3 separate regions of the Mus musculus genome follow, and regions 1 and 2 are each linked to region 3. A link is a contact called in public Hi-C data. All regions are on one chromosome and are shown on one strand. The core of a region is the stretch at or near the end of the contact, and the rest is flanking DNA. Distances in the headings are between cores, read along the strand shown. Region 1 overlaps Gm33377 (a long non-coding RNA gene). Region 2 has its middle 3.3 kb from the start of Gm33377. Region 3 has its middle 8.9 kb from the start of Gm33336.

The links. A called contact is a pair of places that touch in the nucleus more often than the background predicts.
Region 1: a contact with region 3 is called in a Hi-C map of liver, with 2.2 times the contacts expected there. The contact joins two enhancer-like sites. A contact is called at or near these places in 2 of 484 Hi-C or Micro-C datasets (bone marrow-derived macrophages and liver), 6 of 115 datasets of contacts at active chromatin or transcription factors (Th17 cells, extraembryonic endoderm stem cells, liver and 3 more) and 2 of 9 other capture datasets (adipose tissue and liver).
Region 2: a contact with region 3 is called in a Hi-C map of Sertoli cells, with 1.5 times the contacts expected there. The contact joins two enhancer-like sites. A contact is called at or near these places in 1 of 484 Hi-C or Micro-C datasets (Sertoli cells) and 2 of 115 datasets of contacts at active chromatin or transcription factors (embryonic basal ganglia and embryonic midbrain).

The regions. Positions count from the first base shown.
Region 1 is chr10:95,834,672-95,838,307 of GRCm38.p6, forward strand. The region is part of intron 1 of Gm33377 (a long non-coding RNA gene); the gene reads left to right. The region is part of intron 1 of Gm33543 (predicted gene, 33543); the gene reads right to left. Among named protein-coding and RNA genes, the nearest start is that of Gm33543, 6.4 kb to the right of the region's middle. Within about 2 kb of position 2,005, at least 3 of the 459 cell types and tissues checked have an H3K27ac peak or open chromatin away from gene starts, as enhancers often do. A contact at or near this core is called in liver, where this site is marked.
Region 2 is chr10:95,812,241-95,815,804 of GRCm38.p6, forward strand. No RefSeq gene overlaps it. Among named protein-coding and RNA genes, the nearest start is that of Gm33377, 3.3 kb to the right of the region's middle. Within about 2 kb of position 1,356, at least 8 of the 459 cell types and tissues checked have an H3K27ac peak or open chromatin away from gene starts, as enhancers often do. A contact at or near this core is called in Sertoli cells, where this site is marked.
Region 3 is chr10:95,621,511-95,625,270 of GRCm38.p6, forward strand. No RefSeq gene overlaps it. Among named protein-coding and RNA genes, the nearest start is that of Gm33336, 8.9 kb to the right of the region's middle. Within about 2 kb of position 2,186, at least 79 of the 459 cell types and tissues checked have an H3K27ac peak or open chromatin away from gene starts, as enhancers often do. A contact at or near this core is called in Sertoli cells and liver, where this site is marked.

The DNA of each region.
Region 1 (3,636 bases), core at 755-3,254, 210 kb after region 3:
AGACAAGATATATACATATTAATTGAAAAAAAAGAGAACTATTAATGAATCTGACCTGTAGAACTTTTAGATTTGTGTTGAAACAACATGTAAGAAGACACTTTCAGCACTCTACTTGTATTTAGATGGTATTAAGAAATTATCATTGTACCGGGGAGGTGATTCAGCTAATAAGAGCTCTTGTGGCAGAAACACGAGGACTTGAGTTCAGATCTCCAGGACCTGCCATAGCGTGGTAGAAGCCAGGGCTAGGAAGATCACTGGCCAGCAGCAGAATTCTGATTCAGTGATACATCCTGTCTCAGAGGAACAAGATAGACAATAGGAGTGCGGGATACCCTGTACTTTTTCTGGCTCCCAGACAGAAGATGCATACTCCCACACCCATACACACACAAAGGAATTGTTGCTTACTTGGATATATAAAATAATGATATTAATGTAATACTAATTTGAAATATCATTACTGAGTTTCACCATAAACCTGAATAAAAGGAGAAAAAAAATCCTTGCCCCAGAGGTTTAAATTGAAGTCCCTATGAGTTAGTTGACTGTCAAGTTGACATTTATTTTAAGCTATTCTAGTGAAAACAGAAAGGTGAATAAACGGGGATCCATCCCATAATCAGCTTCCAAAAGCTGACACCATTGCACACACTAGCAAGATTTTGCTGAAAGGACCCAGATATAGCTCTCTCTTGTGAGACTATGCCGGGGTCTAGCAAACACAGAAGTGGATGCTCACAGTCAGCTATTGGATGGATCACAGGGCCCCCAGTGGAGGAGCTAGAGAAAGTACCCAAGGAGCTAAAGGGATCTGCAACCCTACAGGTGGAACAACATTATGAACTAACCAGTACCCCGGAGCTCTTGACTCTAGCTGCATATGTATCAAAAGATGGCCTAGTTGGCCATCACTGGAAAGAGAGGCCCATTGGGCTTACAAACTTTATATGCCCCAGTACAGGGGAATGCCAGGGCCAAAAAGTGGGAGTGGGTGAGTAGGGAAGTGGGGGGGTTATGGGGGCCTTTTGGGATAGCATTGGAAATGTAAATGAGGAAAATACCTAATAAAATACATATATATATATATAAAGAAAGGTGAATAAAATAACAGAAACTAAATGGAGAAGGAACTAGGGAAAATGTTGACAACACGCGAGATTTGGGCCCCTGGCAGCTGAGAGTATTCTTCTTACATGTGCGTCTGTTTGATAATTTGCATTATAAAAACATAAAGCTACAACGAAGTATCAAGTAGGTATAGTGGTACCTTTTTTTCTGATTATTAGAGATACATTCTTGGAAGTGAAATTGCAAGATCAAATATTACACATGTTTTGAGAACTTGTTCTATTTGAATAAATAAACTTTAAACCAGAGTTATTTATTTTTAGTAATATGGAATTCATGTTAAAGTTCTAACATAGTGAGCAAAAAAAAAAAAAAAGATTTTTGTTTTGTTATTTGCCCAAGGATAACTGTTTCTTTGGATAACTGTCCCTATTCCTACAGAATATTAGTTGTGTCATTTCCAGCCTGTTGGATACCCAACAGGGAAATGTGTGAGGAGCAGTCTTTGCTTAATAATACTTCTGCTCATGTTTGGAAAAAGAACTGCAGTTGGCTTTCTGGGTTTTACTTTTGAAATGAAGAGAAGTTAAGGTTTATGTCTTTGGCCATGTGGTGAGACAGAGAGATGTCATTCCACAGTATAGGAATGACTGAAGCATGGTGCTCTGAGGATGGGAGTTGGGGGCAGAGCCAGTGGTGTTTAAGCCCATGGAGAAGTAAAATGGTGAAAAGAATCAAGGCTGAAAAGGACGAGGGGACAGATGTAGCTCTCTCTGAAAGGCCTCAGCAACAGGAGATGGCAGAGCTTTAAAACAAAAGTAACAGGTGGGCAGGCACATTGGCTCAGTGACTTTTCCACATTGTGGACAAGCCAAAACATCTGGGTTTAAGCCTCATGCCCTACGTGGTAGAAGGAGAGATCGTGTTGCAAGTTGTCCTCTGACCTCCACATGGGTGTCACTGGGCATTTGTATGTGTGTGGCACGCCCACAGGGTAAGCGGATAAATGTACAAACATTTTAAGAAAGAAATTAAAAACAAGAGGGGGAGAGAAAGAAAAGCTTTATACCATGTGTTAATGATTTGCCAGTCTTAGTCAACAGAAGAATTTGGTAGGCTACAGGAGGCAAATTTCTCAGCAACGTCCCTGCCTCTCCTTCCAACCACCACTCTGCCCCTGACATTTAGCTGGGGCTCCTCCTCTACCTAAGATAGAAATAGAGAAGTATCACGGGGGATTGTTCAGGTTCTGGCATGGGGGACGATGTATGCTCAAGTCTACATGATTTGCTAGGGGCTGTGAGTAAGATGAACAGTGGGGAAAGGACATGTGTATTGAGAAATAGTTTTGCCACAAAGTTTAAGTGCAAAGGTCCGTGAGTGTATTCTGTGACAAATGTGATTTCAAAAGGTGTTTTTTTTTTAAAGGTGATAAAAACAGGACAAATGTCCAAAAAGTCACATTTTGTCTTGGTCAATGTCGTCATCTGAATGTGCTTACTCACTGCTCTAGATCATTCTTTTTAATTTTCCAAGTATATACACCAAGTGTATATAGCATGGTTTAGAGTTAGATGCTATGAGGACATGAAGAGACAGACATATCCCACTGATCTGGGAGAATGGAGACCAAAAATGCATGAAATGTAGCATCTGGAGAGTTCAGTAGAAACGGCAGGAGTGAAAAATGAACTCAGGTCAGTTTGCAGAGCATGTGATTGAAGGAGGATCGCACCAGATCTTAAGAGACATCTGCACAGTGCTTCATTTCTTATAGAGTACCCTGCATTGAGGACAAGCATGGGGTCCGCCCGGCTCTGCTTGGGTAGATTCAGAGTGCTTTGTGAAGCTGAGAGCCTCATATGGCTGCACAGTGTTCATCAGTCTGTTCTCAGTTGTAATACAGTAAAATGAGCCTCTGATTAGCTTCTGGACATCAGTGCTAATTCTGAGCATCCAGGACCCATGACGCCTATCAATATTTGGAGACATGATAGATTCCTCCCGTACTCCAAACAGTTAACTACCTTCAACCATAAATCTTCTAATACTCTCCTATGGTTGCTCAGAAAATCTGTAAAGTTTCTCTTGACCTCACTCTCTTCATTTACATATGCTATCTTTATACTTCTTCTATTAGGGAGCACCCTGTGGGCAGTAGATGGGGTTAATGTCTACAAACTACAGAGGGACTATGATGGGATGTTTCCTTAGGGATGTTTAGAGTGATACCTCGTTTTTATAGACAGCGATTCTGGGACTCCCTGAAAATTAGCTCCATTTTGTTTTAAGTCAGACTTCTATTCAAATGATATCCAGTCTGATCTTTGACTAAAATATAGTTTATAGGCTACTTGTGTCTAAATTAAGTAAGATTATTAGAAATAAAGAAATAAAAGGTGTTGTGCACCTGTAATTTCACTACTTGGGAGGTGGAGGAAGAAGAGTCAGGAGACTGAGACTACACAAGACCCATCTGAAGAGAAGAAATGAGGAAGAGAGGAAGGGGGGGTGCTATTGAATCAGAGTATCTGGGTATGGAGTATGATAATCTACCTTTTA
Region 2 (3,564 bases), core at 106-2,605, 190 kb after region 3:
AGGAAGGGTTTATTTATTTTTTTCTTGTTTAGGTTTATTTTTATTATTTTTAAAATTGTGTGTTTGTGTAATTGTGTGGAAGATTTCGAGGACAGGTGCCAGTAGAAGCCAGAGGTGCTTGGATCGCCCTGGAGCTAGAATTACAGGCTATTGTGAACCATCTGACACGGATGCTAGGAATTGAACCCAGGTCCTCAGGAAGAACAGTCCATGCTGCTGAACCATCTCCCCATGCCCTCTGCCTCCTCCTCCTCCTCTTCTCTTTCTCCTCCTCCTCTTCCTCCTCCTCTTCTCTTTCTCCGCCTCCTCCTCCTCCTCCTCTTCTCTTTCTCCTCCTCCTCTTCCTCCTCCTCCTCTTCTCTTTTTCCTCCTCCTCTTCCTCCTCCTCCTCTTCCTAAATGAAGAATTTAAATGCAGTCTTTACATCTCTCTCAAAAATGAAAGAAAGGAAGAAAGAAAGAGAGAGAGAGAGAGAGAGAGAGAGAGAGAAAGAAAGAAAGAAAGAAAGAAAGAAAGAAAGAAAGAAAGAAAGAAAGAAAGAAAGAAAGATCTCTTTAGCTCCTTGGGTATTTTCTCTAGCTCCTCTATTGGGGGCCCTGTGATCCATCCAATAGCTGACTGTGAGCATCCACTTCTGTGTTTGCTAGGCCCCTGCATAGGTGGAACAACATTATGAACTAACCAGTACCCCGGAGCTCTTGACTCTAGCTGCATATGTATCAAAAGATGGCCTACTCGGCCATCACTGGAAAGAGAGGCCCATTGGACAGGCAAACTTTATATGCCCCAGTACAGGGGAATGCCAGGGCCAAAAAGTGGGAGTGGGTGGGTAGGGGGGTGGGGGGAGGGTATGGGGGACTTTTGGGATAGCATTGGAAATGTAAATGAGGAAAATACCTAATTAAAAAAATTAATAAATAAAAACATAAAATTAAGAAAGAAAGAAAGAAAAAAGGAAAGAAAGAAAGAAAAGCTGAAGTAGCAATTATATTAACGTTTACTGTGTTTTGCTCTTAGGGGGTAATATATTTTTAACTATGGATTCCCAACTTTGAGAATTTCATTGCTGTGAAAATTCCATTCAGCATGTGTTCCATTTTCTCTCTTATGAAATACGTTGTGGACGGGGGTTGGGGGCTGTCAGCATCTTTAAAAGACCCAGGCTGAGCTGAAGTTACGACTTCCCCAAAGCCATTATCCCCTGTGACAAGCTGGGTGTTGCTATGATTTTTTTTTTTATCCTTCTTTGATGAATAATGTTGTTGGCAAAGAGCAGATGCTCTGTGGCTCACTGGAGTCTGGAGCACTGTGCAACTGAAAGCCAGTGATATGGAGCCAGTGGGAGTTTTTATTAGGTGGACGTAATCACAGGAATAATGTCAGTCATTAACACTGTGTTGCAAACGGCCTTGGGCCCTCAGACCACAGTCGGCTCAGAATGTATGAAGAATGTGTAACTCCTAAAACTTATCTAGAAAGGGTTACCCAACCCTCCCTCTTCTTCCAAAAAGCCAAGAGTAGATGTAGGGAGGGTCTCTCACATTTACACTGATTTCTTGTGTATTCCCAGGTCTTCCCTGGGTGAGAATCAGAGAATCCTTAGGAAGACAGTCGATATTCTTGGGGTGCTTCGCGTCAGTTCAATGAGCAGAATGTTTGCAATAACTGGCTGCAGACACAATGTTTACAAGTCACAAGCAGTTTGGGGAGCAAAGTAACTACTCTTCTATATTAGAGCCATTTGAAAACATATACCCAGGGTACCGAGAAAAAGAAATACATGAATTAGGGCTGGAGAGATGGCTCAGCGGTTAAGAGCACTTACTGCTCTACCAGAGGTCCTGAGTTCAATTCCTAGCAACCACATGGTGGCTCACAACCATCTGTAATGGGATCTGATACACTCTTAAGAGTCAAAGAATTCAGAGGACAGCTCAAGAACAAACCGAAAATCTATAGGTCTTTAATCAGGGAAGATGTTATTTACAATAGATAGTCTTAACGACCCCAAAAACTCTCTCATAATTTGGTGTCAACCCATAGATTCTACCCACAGAAGCATAAATATTTGTGGGAAAAGGTAGGAAAATAAACAGATAGCATACAATTAAACTAAATGAAAATTTTAAAATAATGGTGATCTGTTTAGCACTGTGTGGTTTACAGAACACCTTCTGCATTTGATTACCTGTGTGCTCGCCACTAACCTGGGAGTGAAGCGCCTGCTTTGTGAGGCTGCTCACTTTCCTGATGCACGGTGACAGGTGATTTGCTGCGAAAACTACAAACAACTTCTGTTGGATTTGGACCTCACCTCTGGACTCTCCTGTCAAAGTCCTTCTGAGCGTAGTGCCTTGAGATCAATCCATGAGCCAAATTCTCTAAAAAAAAATTTTTTTCAGAAAGAGGTTCAGAGAAATGATATGATTCGGTCTAAGATCCTTAGCTAAGGGCTAGGCCACACCTCCATCCAACTTCTTGTCTTACACTCTTTAATATCAAGTCATTAAAGTATGCAAGTTTGAACTAAACGCATGATAAAATTCTTGCATAGATGGCCAAGAACACATAGCCAGAAAATGGTAGGCTGGTTACAACTCAAGTAAGAAGACCTGTGTATACACTCAAAAATGATGCCAGAGAGAGAAAGAGAGAGAGAGAGAGAGAGAGAGAGAGAGAGAGAGAGAGAGAGAGAGAGAGAGAGAGAGATGTTTGTGATTATAAACAAGTGCAGAGATGGAACTCCATCTGCTTAGGAAAGCCTTTTAACAGCTCAACCAGTTGGAAATAGCATAATAATGTAAACGTTCAGGTCAATTGAGGCAATAAATAATGAATGTCTGTCTGTCTTCATTATTTCACTCATTGGCTAAGTGCATACATCTACTGTGTGTTTGCCAAGACCACAGCTGTCTTGGAGTTGACATGCTATGACATCTTTAAAAGCACAGTCTAACTTGTATGAAATTGTCAAAGAATAGGCTGGGTACTCAGATGGAATGCAAGAGGAAGAAGTCAATTAGTGCAGGGATAGGCAGTGTCTGTCTGTCTGTCTGTCTGTCTCTTGTCTGTCTTTCTTTGTCTGTCTTTGTCTCTGTCTGTCTCTGTCTGTCTCTGTCTGTCTCTGTCTGTCTGTCTGTCTCTCTCTCTCTCTCTCTCTCTCTCACCACCACCACCACCACCACCACCACCACCACCACCCCATCTCTCCTTCCTGGCCACCACATTGTGAGTCCCTCTGCTTTGCTGTGCCTTCCCACAAGAATGGACTAACACCCCAGAATCCATGAGCCACAATAGATCTTCCCTCTCTGACATTGTTGTGTCAGATGCTCTGTCACAGCCATGGAAAGTGTAGCCACAACACCTTCCATTACTCAGGGTAATAGTAATTTCTTTCTTTTTTTTTTCTTTTTTTGTAATGATATAACAGTCAGGTCAGACACTGTTCAAGCACATCCATGGAGCTTGTGCAGAGACCGGACAGGTTTAGCTTCTTCTTATGAAAAATCTTTGCTAATTGAACCAGCAGCACACATAGTGAATAAGCAGGCTCTCTGCATG
Region 3 (3,760 bases), core at 936-3,435:
TTGAGTACTTTCTCTAGCTCCTCCATTGGGGGATCTGTGTTCCATCCAATAGCTGACTATGAGCATCCACTTCTGTGTTTGCCAGGCACCGGCATAGCCTCACAAGAGACAGCTATATCAGGGTCCTTTCAGCAAAATCTTGCTGGCGTATGCAATGGTGTCTGCGTTTGGAGGCTGATTATGGGATGGATCCCTGGGTGCAGCAGTTTCTAGATGGTCCATCCTCTTGTCTCAGCTCCAAACTTTGTCTCTGTAACTCCTTCCATGGGAGTTTTGTTCCCAATTCTAAGAAGGGGGGAAGTGTCCACACTTTGGTTTTCATCTGGACTCTCCTTTTAACAAAGCATATGTGAGAAAATGTTTCCATAGACAAACTTGGGAGAGCTGGGTGTTAAGTATATATATAATATCCTACAAAGGCTCATTGACCACACAACCGAGCACTTCTGGGGCCCTTTCCTAGCTCATTAGCTCATTCCGATTCTTGGGAGCACTCTGTCTATGTTTCTGTTTCTGATTGAGAGTCCAGGTGTTGCCTTATGCCTGGAATACGAGACCCTGAAACCGAGTGTCTTTCTGACGCTTATCCACAGAGAGGCACTCCTATGCACATGTCAACACTCTGGGCTTTCTCACTATTTCTCTGACTTCTATCTTATTTAAAAGACAAGACTCTTGCCGGGCGTGGTGGTGCACGCCTTTAATCCCAGCACTCGGGAGGCAGAGGCAGGCGGATTTCTGAGTCCGAGGCTAGCCTGGTCTACAAAGTGAGTTCCAGGACAGCCAGGGCTATACAGAGAAACTCTGTCTCGAAAAAAAAAAAAGACAAGACTCTTTCTCTATTTCCCTCCCTGCAACTGCTGGGATTTATAAGAACTTGCCTGTTCTATTGTTTTTCTCTCAAATGTTAATGAAATTGTCCTCAGGCTTCCTTCTGAGTCCATTTTAAACTTATTTTATTAATAGGACTAAGAACTAGGGCCAGGTGTGGTGGTACAGGAAGCAGAGGCAGGTGGATCTCTGTGCCTCTCTGGTCTACAAAGCAAGTTCAAAAACAGTCAGGTTTTGAGGAATTCTGTTTTGAAAACACACACACACACACACACACACACACACACCCCACTGGGACTAAGAACTCAAATGGGTGAACCTCAAATTTTTTTTTTTTGGTAACAATTACGTGTTGGAAAAAAAAACCAACTTGAATTTATTTATTTAAAAGATATGTCAGCCGAGCGTGGTGGCTCATGCCTTTATTCCCAGCACTCAAGAGGCAGAGGCCAACGGATTTCTGAGTTCGAGGCCAGACTGGTCTACAAAGTGAGTTCCAGGACAGCCAGGGCTATACAGAGAAACCCTGTCTCGAAAAAGCAAAAAAAAAAAAAAAAAAAAAAAAAAAAAAAAAAAATTAAAAAATTAAAAAAAAAAATTCAGATTAATGTCTTCTGTTTCCTTTTTCTTTTCCAGTGTGACTATTTAGAAAAATCCCCAGTTACACAGGAGGCTCCCATTTTATTCCTATTGGGCAACACCCAGTCTACCAAGTTAAAGGCTTGTTTACTGCAGTTGCTAAGATATTCTCCCTTTCTCTATCTCTCTCTTTCTTGAGAACACTAGCTCCCTCCCCCCACCTGTGTGTGTATATGTGTGTGTGTGTGTGTGTGTGTGTGTGTGTGTGTGTGTGTGTGCCTCTCAATAAAACCAGGTTCCCTTGGAGACACTTCGTACTGATTTGGGAGCCAGCTTCCTTGAGGCTTTTGGGGTGCACATTGCTGCCCTGTACCACTCTGTGCCATAACTGACTCCCCACCCCAGAGGCTCAGGGAAAAACACGTGCCTGTTTTGGCAAAGGAGGCACTGCTGCCAAGGACACTGGCCCAAAGTATTGAGGAGGACTTTGACCCCCACTGTCACTGGAATGTGAGCCTGACTTTGATTTAACCCCTTATCCTCCAGTATCCTGCCTTGTGGCCCAGACTCCAAATTAGAGCTCAAACCTCTTGTCTGAGTCTACCATGTGGCTGCAACAGTAGGTGGGTTCCTCCATGCCTGGCTCAGGTGTAACCTTTTTTTTTTTTTTTTTTTTCTCCCCCAGAAAAACTAGGAGGAGGGTAGGAAAAACGAAAAAACAAAGTCTCAAATCCAGCTTGGTAGTCAGTCTGTCGTGTAAAGGGAAACAGAAATCCTGGACTGATGTTGCAACCATCCACCCATAGTAGATTCCAACCAGCTAAGCTAGCTTTGGACACATCGCTATGCTAAAGCTTCAGGTTTTGTTGTTGTTGTTGTTGTTGTTGTTGTTGTTTTCTTCTTCTGTGTCAGCTGCCTGTAAGATGAACTCTATAATGATTTCTTCAGAGAACTGTTGAAGTATCAGCTAAGCACGCAATAGAGTACTGTGGACCACAGCCTTGTTGGTTGGGGGCGGTGGGGGAGTGATACTTTATAGCCAGATCCTAGGGTTACGCTGTTTTATTTGGCCAGAGAAGTGTTGTATAAATGAATGGGAATCCTTTTTGGTGGGCACACCCCAATGTGTGGGGCTTTGCTTCGTACTTGTGTCTTGGTTGACTGCTGAAGACAGACATGTCCTATACCTTGTACAGTGGTTGTGCTAGGTAACCGGGTAACAGAGCCACATGACTGAGGGCAGCCTGAGTACCAGGCACTTTCTGGACCATCGACATAGTTCCTGTCTTTGACAGCTCTCTGACAAGCACACAATAGAACAATGGAATCCAGAAGGACAGCAGCTCTTAGCTACTGAATGCATCAACATTCAGGTTGTGAGGAACGCAAGCTACTAACTGCCTCAGGGGAAGATTTGTTTGAGAGAAGAAATGCTTTTGAGCCAAGATCTGCCCTTAAGATTAGCTCCTGGTTCCGAACTACTTCATACTCTCCCAACAGATGAAAGACTCTCCAAAGAAATTGAAAATCTGATTCACCAAATCTATTTCTTTTGCAGGGCCCTGTTTCACCTCTATCTGCTTGAATTAGGTTGTTTGTTTGTTTGTTTTTTTTAATTAATTAATTGATTGGTTTTGGCCTTTTTGAGAGCTGACCTAGAACCCATTATGTAGCCCAGGTTGGTCTGAAATTCTCTAGACTCCCCAGCCTTAGCCTCCTGAATGGATGCTGGGATTATAGACCAGGGTTCAAATGAATTTGTAAGAGAATCATTTTCTTTTTTTAACCAATGTTCATTTATTATTAAAGTTGTAATAAAATATTTATCAATGCATATAAAATGCAGAAATAACTGATATTTTTTCCAAGAAAGATAACTGATAAAATATTTAATTACAAGATGAAACAGAAATATGCCCAATGACTTTTGTTTTGTTTTGTTTTTAAGTCTGTCTCTTTCTATATGTGTGTGTTGTTTGTTTTAAAGGCAGGGTCTCAATTAGCCCAGGCTGGCCTTCAATTCCCGATCGTCCTATCTCTACCTCCAGAGAGCTAGGATGTCAGGCGTGCTCCATCATGCCTGGCTAGGGTTTTAAAGTCATCTTCTTGAATAGATACCATAATATTGAATATATTAACTAGGCATTATGATACACATCTGTAATCTCAGCACTTGGGAGGATCAGACATTCAAGGTTGGCCCATGTCTTTAATTCCAATTCTTGGGAGGCAGAGGCTGGCAGATCTCTATGAGCTGCAGGCCAGCCTGGTCTACAGACTGAGTTGTTCCAGGTCAGTCAGAGCTTTACAGAGAAATGCTATCTCAATCCCTCTTACCTCCCCTGAAATC